Linked DNA regions of Mus musculus: region 1 is linked to region 2. The links are chromatin contacts, called in public HiChIP or PLAC-seq maps. All regions are on one chromosome and are shown on one strand. The core of a region is the stretch at or near the end of the contact, and the rest is flanking DNA. Distances in the headings are between cores, read along the strand shown. Region 1 overlaps Gsap (gamma-secretase activating protein). Region 2 has its middle 4.8 kb from the start of Gm22490.

Evidence for each region. HiChIP or PLAC-seq counts read pairs in DNA pulled down with a chosen protein or histone mark.
Region 1: a contact with region 2 is called in an H3K27ac HiChIP or PLAC-seq map of acute myeloid leukemia, with 2.0 times the contacts expected there. The contact joins two enhancer-like sites. A contact is called at or near these places in 4 of 39 promoter capture datasets (the 3T3-L1 cell line, 3T3-L1-derived adipocytes, the C10 cell line and 1 more), 2 of 484 Hi-C or Micro-C datasets (the Ba/F3 cell line and the N1E-115 cell line), 2 of 115 datasets of contacts at active chromatin or transcription factors (CD8 T cells and acute myeloid leukemia) and 1 of 9 other capture datasets (liver).

The regions. Positions count from the first base shown.
Region 1 is chr5:21,254,334-21,260,168 of GRCm38.p6, reverse strand. Gsap (gamma-secretase activating protein) reads right to left here. Exons shown (of 31, transcript NM_175437.3): 19 at 2,246-2,299. Among named protein-coding and RNA genes, the nearest start is that of Gsap, 71 kb to the right of the region's middle. Within about 2 kb of position 4,533, at least 94 of the 459 cell types and tissues checked have an H3K27ac peak or open chromatin away from gene starts, as enhancers often do. A contact at or near this core is called in acute myeloid leukemia, where this site is marked.
Region 2 is chr5:21,109,562-21,115,297 of GRCm38.p6, reverse strand. No RefSeq gene overlaps it. Among named protein-coding and RNA genes, the nearest start is that of Gm22490, 4.8 kb to the left of the region's middle. Within about 2 kb of position 1,502, at least 9 of the 459 cell types and tissues checked have an H3K27ac peak or open chromatin away from gene starts, as enhancers often do. A contact at or near this core is called in acute myeloid leukemia, where this site is marked.

The DNA of each region.
Region 1 (5,835 bases), core at 3,284-5,783, 140 kb before region 2:
CCTTCCTTGACTTGGCCAGGAGAGAGGAGGTGTAGTCAGAGTACACTTACTAATGGTCAGTAAGTAAGCCAATTAGGACAAAAGACAAAAAGAACTTTCTTGTTACCCTTCTACTTTTAAAATGAAAACACACAATGTTGATAAGGTTGCAATAAACTCCTACCTAAATTCTTTTGTTCTTAGATTTATGTATATGTATGTGCATCTCTCTGTGTGCACGGCACACATATGTGGGTGCTAATGGGGGCCAGAAGAGGGTGTGGGATCCCCTGGAATGGAGTCAAAGGTCACTGTGAGCCATGTGGTATGGGACCTGGGGACTAAACTGGGTCCTTCGGAAAAGCAGCAGTGCTCTTGACCCCAGAGTCATTTCTTCAGCCCCCTATATCTTTTTGACCATGTAGATTACCACAACTTTTATTGAATATTAGTTTCGAAGAAGAAATCAAAGCTATAAAAAAGTCATAGTGTTTTACCATAAGACATACTCAACCTTGAACCTTAGAGGGATAAACCAATAGAAAAACTATATGTATAAGAATATACAAAAATGAAATATTATCTTTACTGGATAAAAGAAAAAAGTGTATTTCTAGGGATTCCACCTGTGATCTCACATATGTGAGGCAACCACCTTACTACCAAGTTATTTTCCCAGAAAATGTTTGTATAATGTCTTCTGCTCAAAACCAGAAGATTGATCAAATAAATGACATGCCAATTCAGGAGAATCATTACAGTTCATTACTTCATGTAACAACACGAAACGTGTTGAGAAGTTTATATTTGATCAAAAGTTTCTAGAGTACCATAACTACTAAATCAAATGTACATAGCTATGACAGAGGCACAGAAAGTGGACAGACACTACAGAACTGTGGGTTAACTTTCTTTTGACCAGTCATGGTGGCAATAGATGCCAGAAACCCAGCAAATCAGGGGCCTGTCAAGGACCCAAGTTCAAACCCGGCATCAAAACAGAACAAAGAAAAGAAACCCTAGGTGGGTTGTTGAGAGTACCAGTGAGAAGGAACATTCATTAGCATAATATAGCATGTGATTATCCCTATCGCTGCCTATAAAGTGTGACCTTCCCTGTCATCTTCCTGCATCAGGAGGGTTTGCTGACTCTACACTTGTTTCTGGACAGTTGGACAATCGGTTTTCAAAGGCCTCTTAGGACCCAAAGAAGAGTCACCAAGTCAGCCTCCATCTGTCCTCTCTTGCCTCAGTACATGACGGGGACCTTAAAACTGGTCCTCCCCAACTGTCAGAGCAGTGCCACGGATCTAAAAGACTCAAACATAAATAAATACAAGGGGCAGTGGCTGCTGATACCAGAAACTGAGACTTCCCAGGCTAGGCCAGGCTGTAATTACTAGAAGAATGCCAAACCCAGCAAAGGAGCTGAAGGGAACTGCGCTAACCACCCTCTGGCTTTTAACTAGAAGTTTTAACATAGTCTTTTCTACTCACCTCTCCCCACTCCTACCCTCCCTCTGTATCCTGAAACCAGAAGATTGCAGACAGACACAAAGCCCCTTGTGACAGGAAAGAGCTGGAGGCGGGCCATACAGCAAGCCACCACCTCACTTTTGAGGGATGGAGAGGCTGCTCTGAGAGAAACAAGAAATCCCAGTCCAGTTTACTTAAAGATTTTATAAGTAGAAATTGTGTGTGTGTGTGTGTGTGTGTGTGTGTGTGTGTGTGTGTGTGTTTGGGGGGGGGCATGTGTGTCTCTGTGTGTATGGGTATGTGTGTATGTGTGTATGTGGTGTGTATGTGTATATGTGTATGTGCATGCATGTATGTATGTGTATATGTTCACATGTGTGTGAATGTGTGTATATTGTGTATGTATAAATATATGTGTGTGTATATATAAGTGTGTGTGTGTGTGTGTTTGAAGGAAGGACTACAAATCAGGCAACAATGAATTCCAGCCTCACTAAAGACGTTCCAAGAGCTCCTTCAGTAAGAGGCTTTATGACAAGTATTGGTGGATGATCCAGGGTAATTCTCTATCTTCAAAAACCTCCCTTCTCAAACAGTCCTAAGGTGTTATATAACATCACATTAGCAATTGATTACGCAGGCTCTTCAGAAGGACTCTCAGGCAAGCTGATCTCCCCCAAGGCTCCATCTTTCTCTGCCAGGCTGCAATACCTTTTGAAACCACAGTAATATCTGGGGCAGCAGAGGTCTTCTCGACATGACTGCTTCACCCTCTTGGAGCGGGACTCACCTTCATAAGAGGCAATGGGAGTTCCTCTGTCGTAAACTTTATTCCGGGAATTTCCTAGGACAGGGAAACATAAATGCAATGCATCACGCCCATGCACAGGCCTTCAGGGAACATCTTCTGCATAGACAGGGGACAGCCAGCTTCTGTTGTGCCCTAAGTTCACAGGAAACCCAGACGAGCCCAAGAATTGTGAAGTCGCAAAAGAGTCTTTTATTTTCAAGTTCGAACTCATTTCGCCCACCTAGCACTCACTGCATGAATGCTGGCAAGAGACCCTGAGTCCAGAAAACATTGGGTTTATATACAGTATAGGAATAGTGTGAATATTCACAGGAAAGGGGAGTAGAGGGTGGAAAAGTACTGAAGGGGGCGTTGGTTAATGGGTGTCTGTTCAAGGACTAATTTCATGGCCAGTCGTAACTGTCTCAATTTACCTTCTACTTTTTCCATGGTCTCCCTTGAGCTTGTTATTTCTCTAAGGTCTCAAGGACAGGCACCTGGAGAGTTATCAGGAGTGTTGGGTGTTGGCTTTTTGGAGACACAGAGGCAGTGACCTTCTGGGGAGGAGGAGGGGCTGTCGCAAGAGGATGCAGCACAGAAACCAGCTCTCTGCATGTAGTGCTTGCCGCTGGGGGCAAGGGAGGATGGGAGCCTCTGGCAGGGAATGCAGAGGCAGACTGTACAACACTGAAGTCTCTCTAGTATCAGTAATTCGGGGGTTACAGCACTTCCTGTGTGATGACCTCTACTTTAAATAACTTCCTAGTACAAAAATAATAGAAGAGTGTGTCTCTTGCTTTGGAAAAGTAAATGTTCTGGTTTTGTTTTGTTTTTTTGTGGGGTTTTTTTTTGTTTGTTTGTTTGTTTGTTTGGTTGGTTTTTTGTTTGTTTTTTGTTTTGCTAGTTTGTTTGTCTGGTTCTTTTGGTTTTTTGTTTTGGGGGGATTTGGAGTTTTGTTTTGTTTTAGGTTTTTCTTTTTTGTTTTCTTTCTTGGTCGTTAGTTTTTTTTTCTTTTCTTTTTTTGAAAGGGTTTCTCTGTGTAGCCCTGGCTGTGTCCTGGAATTCACTCTGTAGACCGGGCTAACCTCTAACTCAGAGATCCACCTGCTCTGCCTCTCCAGTATTGAGATTAAAGGTATGTGCAACCACCCAAGGTGGTTAATATTGATTCTCACCTCTGACAGGTCTATGAGGCATAAACTAACTGGGTGGATTGAGGTGGGAAGACCAGCGCTACATGCAGTCATCACCCTTTCTTGTGGGTACTGATTGAACAGACATGGAATCCAGTGGGGCCGAAGCACTGATCGCTCCCTAACTTCTGGCTGGGGTGCAGTATAGCCAGATGTCGCCACCATGCTTTCTCTGCCTCAAAGGATTGGATGGGAGAACAGTGGGAAAATTCCCCTTCTCTCTTAAACCAATTCTTGTGGGTTTTTGGTTTTTTTTTTTTACAACAACAACAAAAAAGTAACTTATGCAAGTTCTAAATAGCATTTTCAAATGTACAATAGTAACATTTAAAATAACTAAAATTATAATGCACAATTTAGAATTAGCTACAAGCAAGAATACTATCTAGTATTTTATTTAACAGTATGGAAGGCCATTGAAATGTATAGACTTTGGGTTCAATTAAATTCAGTGTATGGGTTTTTTGGTGTTTATTTGTTTTTGTTGTTGTTTTAGTTTTTTACAATAGTCTTTATTTTAAAAATTCAGTTGCTGGTAAGTGTGGCGCTAGCCATCTGTGGTCCAAATGAGAGGCTTCTAGGCTAGCCTGAGCTAAATAGTAAATTCTTTGTCTCAAATTTAAGAAAAAAAAAAATCCAAGTCAATCTTTTCATCTGGATGTGAGAACTTGCTGCTTCCTGTTGTAGCAAGTGTTAGGGATGATTGTGACTAGAGAAGGGTAATACTTGCATCATTGCTAAAGACGAATATAAACGCACAGAGCCTTTTAAGGGAACTTATTCCAACCACAAAAAGGTTTAAAGCCACTTGGTAAACCCCAAGATAAGTCTACTATGTGGAGGTTATAACTGTGGGTTTCTCTACATTTTCTTGTGGGACTTCCTGGTGCGTTATGTGTATATCCACAAAGTCTCCTGGGCCCCAGAGAGTCTTGAGGAATAAACAAATGATTCTCTGCCCATTGGCATGGTGGCTCACACAGCAGCCGGGTAAGAACACTGCCCAGGGACCACTGCTCCCAACTCTGCCTCTCCACACCTCAGTCACAGGACAGAAGAGCAGTGGGTAACACCCAGAGGGCCCTGAGGTGTGTATTTCCTGACCCGATGGTGTAACTTGCTGGCTTCCTGCCACAGAACCACACTCTGCCCACACAGTCCTAAGTTGTCTAAAAGAAAGACAAAGTGGGTGCCTAGAAAAAGGAGAAACCCGGTCTTACCCTTGCAATTTTACACCGTAGCAAAGAAATCTATTAACTATAATCCAAAAAAAACAAGCAGAGAAGGCCTTCGGGAAATCACTACTATTATAAGTATCAAAAATTTAGAAATTAGTCAAACAACTGTGTACGGCGGTACACGCTTGCAATCCCAGCACTTGGGAATGAGGGGCAGATGGATCAGGGATTTAAGATTGTCCTCAGCTACACAGGCAATTGATGCAGGCCAGGCATATATGAGCCCATGTCTTAAAACAAAAAGAAAACAAAAAAATTTAAGTATATCAAATGCATTTGAATATTTCTCTCTTTTTTTTTTTCTTTAGACAGGGTCTCACTACTATGTAGTCCAGGCTAACCTCCACCTGAAGATCTTCCTGCCTGCATCTCCTGAGTGCCGAATTACAAGCATGCTCTTTATATGCCTCTTAAGCAAAATACAAAGTGAAAAGTGTCACAATTTAGTATGTATTTCCCAATGTCTGTTGCCTAAATTAAATGTAATGCTCTGAATACCTTCTTAATATACCTCCTGCTTCATGACCAAGCACACTACTCCACCATCTACCTGAAAGGGGAAGAGGCAGGTGCTGCAGGCCGCCTCTCACAGAACAGCACTCTAGTGCATCACCGCCTACCGTAAAGGCGTCTAGACCAACAGGAAGCATCACTTTGCTTCGCCCTGAAGCTTTTGAGTTGCCTAATTTTCTTTATAAATCTTTATAAAAAACAAGAAAAGGGGTCCCAAAAGTCAAACTGTACCAAGTATTACCACAGTGGTCTAGCTATTACTCATTCATAAAACCTATTAAATACTTGAAACTGGTGAATGAAGGAGTAAAAGTGTCCTTTTATAAAATATGATCACTGAGGTTCTGTTCTGCCTGCCAGAAGAGTGACAGCCACCCTGTGTCTGCCACATCAAGCCTATTGCTTTATGTAAATACTTCCAGCCAATGGAAGAGAGTTACTGCGGACAGAGCATCCTTGGCCAAGGGGCTTAGTGGCACAAGTGAATCAGATTTGGCTTTTAAAAAATTTTAGATTTTGAAATCCTTCATATACATGAGGTCTTTTAGTGAGAAAAGAGAAATCTAAACATGAAATGTCTTTCAAAACACACACACACACTTTAGAAATATGCCTTTGAGTGTTCCCAAAGCATCCAACTTTTACT
Region 2 (5,736 bases), core at 253-2,752:
CTCAAACACTATTGTGGATGCCAAGAAGTACATGCAGAAAGGAGCCTGATATGGCTGTCTCCTGAGAGGCCCTGCCAGAGCCTTACAAATACAGAGGTGGATGTTCGAAGCCAACCATTAGACTAAGCACAGGGTCCCCAATAGAGGAGTTAGAGAAAGGACCGAAGGAGTTGAAGGGGTTTGTAACCCCATAGGAAAAACAACAATATCAACCAACCAGACCCCCTGTAACTCCCAGGGACTAAGCCACCAACAAAGGAGTACACATGGCTCCAGCTGCATATGTAGTAAAGGATGGCCTTGTCATGCATCAGTGGGAAGAGAGGTCCTTGGTCCTATGAAGGCTCGTTAGATGCCCCAGTGTAGGGGAATCGAAGGCGGGGAGGTGGGAATGGGTGGGTGGGTGGGTGGGTGGAGGAACACCCTCATAGAAGCAGGAGGAGGGAGGATGTGATAGGGTGTTTCCAGGAGGGATGGAAACTGGGGAAGGGAATAACATTTGAAATGTAAATAAAGAAAATATCCAGTAAAAAAAAAAGATATAGACGTCACATCTCAGAACACATTGGAATGACGATCCTCCATCTATAGGAATTCATTTCAATCAACTTAATGAAACATTAAAGGTTTGAACATTCAAAAACACACACACACACAGCATACAGAAATCTGCAGTGTTCCTGTATATTCATAGTAAACTATCTGACAAGAAAATAACCCTATTGTGATAGCTACAAAATAAACAGTAGAAAAATAGTCTTTCTAAGAGTAATTTTAACCAAGACAGAAAACTCCTTATAATGCAAATGGTTAAACATTGAGGATGGATTGAGACGAATATGGTCAGTAGGGAGCACTCCATGTTTATGGAGCACAGAAATCAATAATGTTAAAATATACACAGTGCCCACAGTGATGCCCACAAACCGTGCAAGGCCCATAACATGCCACATGCCAACACTCTCCATGGGAGCAGGAAAACGCTCTTCCAAGTGTCATGTATGTGAAGCGCAGACAACCTCCAGTAGCCAACACCATCAAGTAGACGAGTCAATGTGGACCTACCACACCACTGACTTTAGAACCACGAGTGATACTGGGATATAAACTCATATAAAAATCAAAAAACACAATAGAGAACTCAGATATAAACCCACACATTAAAAAAACACCAAGAACATACATACAAGAAAGGGCCATTTCTTCTGTAACTGCTGCTAGAAAAATAGGATCTGTGCGCAAGAGAATTAAATCACCACCACGTCTTTCATCACACATAAAAGTCTACTTAAAATGGATTAAAGGTTTAAATATGAGACTAAACCCTGAAACCGGCTGAATAAAACAGAGGAAGTGCTTCAGGACATTAACTGTACAAGAGACTTTCTACATTAAGAGAGAAAGAGAAAGTGAAGAAAGTGTGTGTGTGTGTGTGTGTGTGTGTGTGTGGTGTGTAGGGTTATATGTCTGTGTTATATTGTTTGTGTGTGTGTGTGTGTGTAGTGTGTGTAATGTGTAGTATCTGTGTATGTGAGTGTGTGAGGTATGTGTAAAATGTATAATATGTATGTGGTGTTGGTGTGTATGTATAATGTGTGTGTGTGTGTGTGTGTGTGTGTGTGTGTGTGTGGTGTGTGCCTGCCCCCAGTTGGTTCTGATTGGTAACTAAAGTTGCCAGCTGGGCTGGAAACAGAGGAGGGAGTTTAGGACTCTCAGGCAAGGGGACCAATAGAGGAAGTAGGACTTAGAACCACAATTCTGTCAAAGGAGTAAGGTCCAGGTCTGAGAAGTGTTACCGGAGAGCAAATGTTAGCTACATGGAGGTTTCAGAGTGGCCCAGTCATTGAGCTGTTTAAGGCACATTTAAATAGAAGACTGTGTGAGTGTGTGTTCGAATACCACAGAGAATTATGTGAATATGTGAAGGCCAGAGGACAAATTGGTTTTCTCCTCCCACCACAAAGGACACAGGTACCAAGCTAAGGTCAGCAGGCTTGACTGCAAGCATGTTTGCTCAATGACCCATCTCCCTGGCTTATATTTTTAAGTAAGACTTCAAAGGCATGGACAACAGAGCAAAAAAAATGGCAAATAGGATTACATCAAACTAAAGACTTTTGTGCAGCAAAGAAAATAATTAACATAAAGAGAAAAAGTACACTCTCCATCTGATGCAACAGCAATAAAGGTGGACATTACACCAAAGCAGACACTTCTCAAGAGAAGGCACCCGAGTAGCAAGGCAAGTAAGTGCAAGCGTGAGCACCACTAACGGTCAGGGAAACAGCGAGCATCACCTGACTGTCAGTCAGACAGGCGATTACTAGTTACTAACAAAGAACAACAAGTGTGGCTGAGAAGGGTGGAGAAGGAGGATTCTTTCTCACCATTAGCGGAAGCATACAGCAATCTGGCTTCTAGGTATTCACCCACAGGGAATGAAATCAGTATCTCAAAGAGACATCCCCACTCTGGTGCTTACTACACCATTCACAATAAACAACTCGGTGCTTCCCGTTGGAGCAGGTAAAGAGAACGTGTAAATGCACAATAGAAGACCAATCAGCCATTTGAAATAAAGTAAAATCCTGAAATCTACTGGGAAATGATGCATCTGAAAGAAATTGCATTAAGAAAAGTAAACCAGCCCAGAAAAACCAAGTCCCACATGCTTTCATGTAGACAGGATTGAAAGCGTGAGTCTCACGGAGTGGAAAGCAAGAGAGTGGTTCTCAGAAGTGAGGGAGTGCAGTGAAGTAGGATGAGAAATGGTTTCACAGGTTCAAAGCTACAGTAGGATAAGAAGAATACGTTCTGGATACACAGAAGGATAGCTACAGCTAACAATAATGTATTGTTCATTTCAAGAAAGCCAGAAGATAACATTTTGAATTTTATCATCAAAAATTTTTGGCAGAAAAGATAAAGTTTTCAGGTAAAGGACATGCTAATTGTCCAGACTTGATCACCATGCAGTGTTCATATATACAACTTTGTCAATCAAAAACAAAGCAAAGCTTCAGTACTGGAGAGAGGTGACAAAATGGTTCCGCAGTTTAGGAGCACTGTCTGCTCTTCCAGACTTCTGAGGCTGGATCCCCAGCCACACATATGGTCACATGACCATCTGTAACTCCAGGTCCAAGGGATCCACCGCCCTCTGCCCTCCACAGCAAAACACTCACACAAAATAAGCAAATATATAAATGTATATAAATGTATATATGATATATATTTCATATGTATATATATGTGTATATATATGTGTGTGTGTGTATTGTGTGTATGCCTTCCTCTTTGATTGCTTTGCATCTTTCTTTTCATTTATATATATACATATATATATATATATACATACACACACACATATATATATATAACCCTGAAAAGGAAAAAAATGCAAAAGCTGAGCCTTTTGCAAAAGTCATCTGAAAGTGATTTGTCAAAAGGTGAAAAATCAGTAAATGATGAGCACTGACATTTATGGTTGTTCTCACGCAGGACTCATGCTCCCATGCTGTATAATACTTATGATAGTCACTATGTTTGAGAAATAAAAAAAATAGATGGATATGGACAGGGAGGGGGAAGAGGGGCAAAGAGATATTACACTATATTTTGATTATTACATATATGGAATTTCACATTGAAAATAAAGGGTAGGAAAGTAAAATCTTCAAGACTTCCTCTTATCTGTGTACGTCCCTGCATGTATGCATGCATGCTCTTTCTGTGCGTGTATGTGGTGTCTCGGTCCATTATGCTCCGTCTTACAGAGACAAGGGCTCTCACTGAACCCAGAGCTCCCAGGCTTGGCTTGTCTAGCTATCCATCTTACTTAAAGGGATCACTTTTCTCTGTCTCCAAAGTGCCAGGATCACAGGCAGGCTGCTTTGCCTACTTGGCCTTTCTCTGGGAACTGGGGATTTGAACTCTGGTCCTCATGCTTATGTACCGAGCATTTTATCCACTAAACCATCTCCCCAGCCTGCCCCTTATCTCTTGAAATATCAAATACCAGAATGTAATATTTAATTGTGGAGATGCAGAGATAGTTCAGTGAGTAACAGCACTTGCTGCAGAAGCCTGACGACCTGAGTTTGGATCCCAGAACCCACATAAAAAGCCGGAATTGGCTGCAACTGTAACCCACGGATGGATAGGAGAGTTATTTGGTTGGGGGTGGGGGGATGGAGATAAAATTATTCTTGAGTCCTGCTGGCCAACATCCCAGCTCCAGGTTCACCGAGAAACCTTTTCTCAGAGGAGTCAGGGGAGGGCTGCAGAGCAGGACACCCGATATCTCCGTCTGGACTCCGAGCACACAGGTGCACATACCTCACACATACAGGTACTTTTACAACATACACGGGTGCAATATTGTTTCCAGGTTCCAGAGAAATTTAGCTGATTTGATATTTAAAATACTTTAAACAATTTACTAAATTGCAACTTTCTTTTTCAAAGATTTTACTTTTATTTGCTGGGTCCAAACTTGCCTGTGTAGGTTTTAAAGCTATTCATTGTTACTATTGCTCTTTAGTTAATCCTAAGTTCGGCTTACATTAATAATGTAGACTTTTAAACGCAGATCTATTTGAGACCCTGGCTGGAGGAGCTACTCACTAAGGAGAGAATTCATCACACTCACTCTCAAGGACATACATAAGAACATGGACTCAATTATGATAAATTAATATTCATACAGTGCCAGTGACACACGTGAGCCTGACTTGGATTGATCAGCTCTTTCTAAATAAATCCTACTTATAAGAAAGACAGTTGCATCAAGAGATCAATTACTTTCTACAAAACCTGATTATGTTTCATTTTGTTTTTTCTTGGGATAGAGACACACTCTGTAGTCCAGGCTGGCATCAAACAGGTTGTTTTTGTTTTGTTTTTTTTTAAAAAATATTAACTTCAAACTTATCACGATATCAGGTTTGATGCAATTATGTCAACACTTGCATTGTCTGATTGTATCAGTATCTACTGTTATTATCTGCAATATCTATCATCTATTTACATATAATATGTATAGATATAGAATAAGACTTCACATTTGGGAGCTGACATTAGTATATTAATATACTGTCCATATTCAAACTACCAGTTTCCCAATAATGGTTGGTATGTGTGAGCCAGTGAGTAGTGGCTCTTGTTCAGGTAGGTGTGTGGGTAACATTCAGAGGCAAAGGTCAGATGTCTTCTTTGATTACTTTCCACCTTTCTTTTCATCTGAGACAGGTCTCAGGGTCTGTCACAGACCCGAACTCACCAACAGGCTAAGCTAGTCAGCCAAGGCACTCCAGGGATCTCTTCCATCTCCACCCACTCCCAGGACGGGGCTTCCCAACCAGCACTTTACCAACTGAATCATCACTCCAACACTCACAAACTGATCTTTGTGGGAAATTATCTCTGCCCCAGAATCACTCATTAAACTGGGCATGATGGTGCACACCTCTGTTCCCAGCACTCAGAGTAGAAGCAATAGAGCCAGGAGTTCAGGGTCACTCTCAGCCCCACATTCAGTTCAGGGCCAGCCAAGGCTCTAGGAGATTCTGTCATAAACTAGCTAACACAAAAGCAAAACCGTCCTGGCAAGATGACTCAGCAGGTAAAGGTGCTGGCTCCCAGCCGGGAGCCTCAGTCCCATCACTGGAACCACATGGTGACAGGAAAGAACCAACTCCCAAGAGCTGTCCTCTGATCTCCCTGCGTGTTTTATGT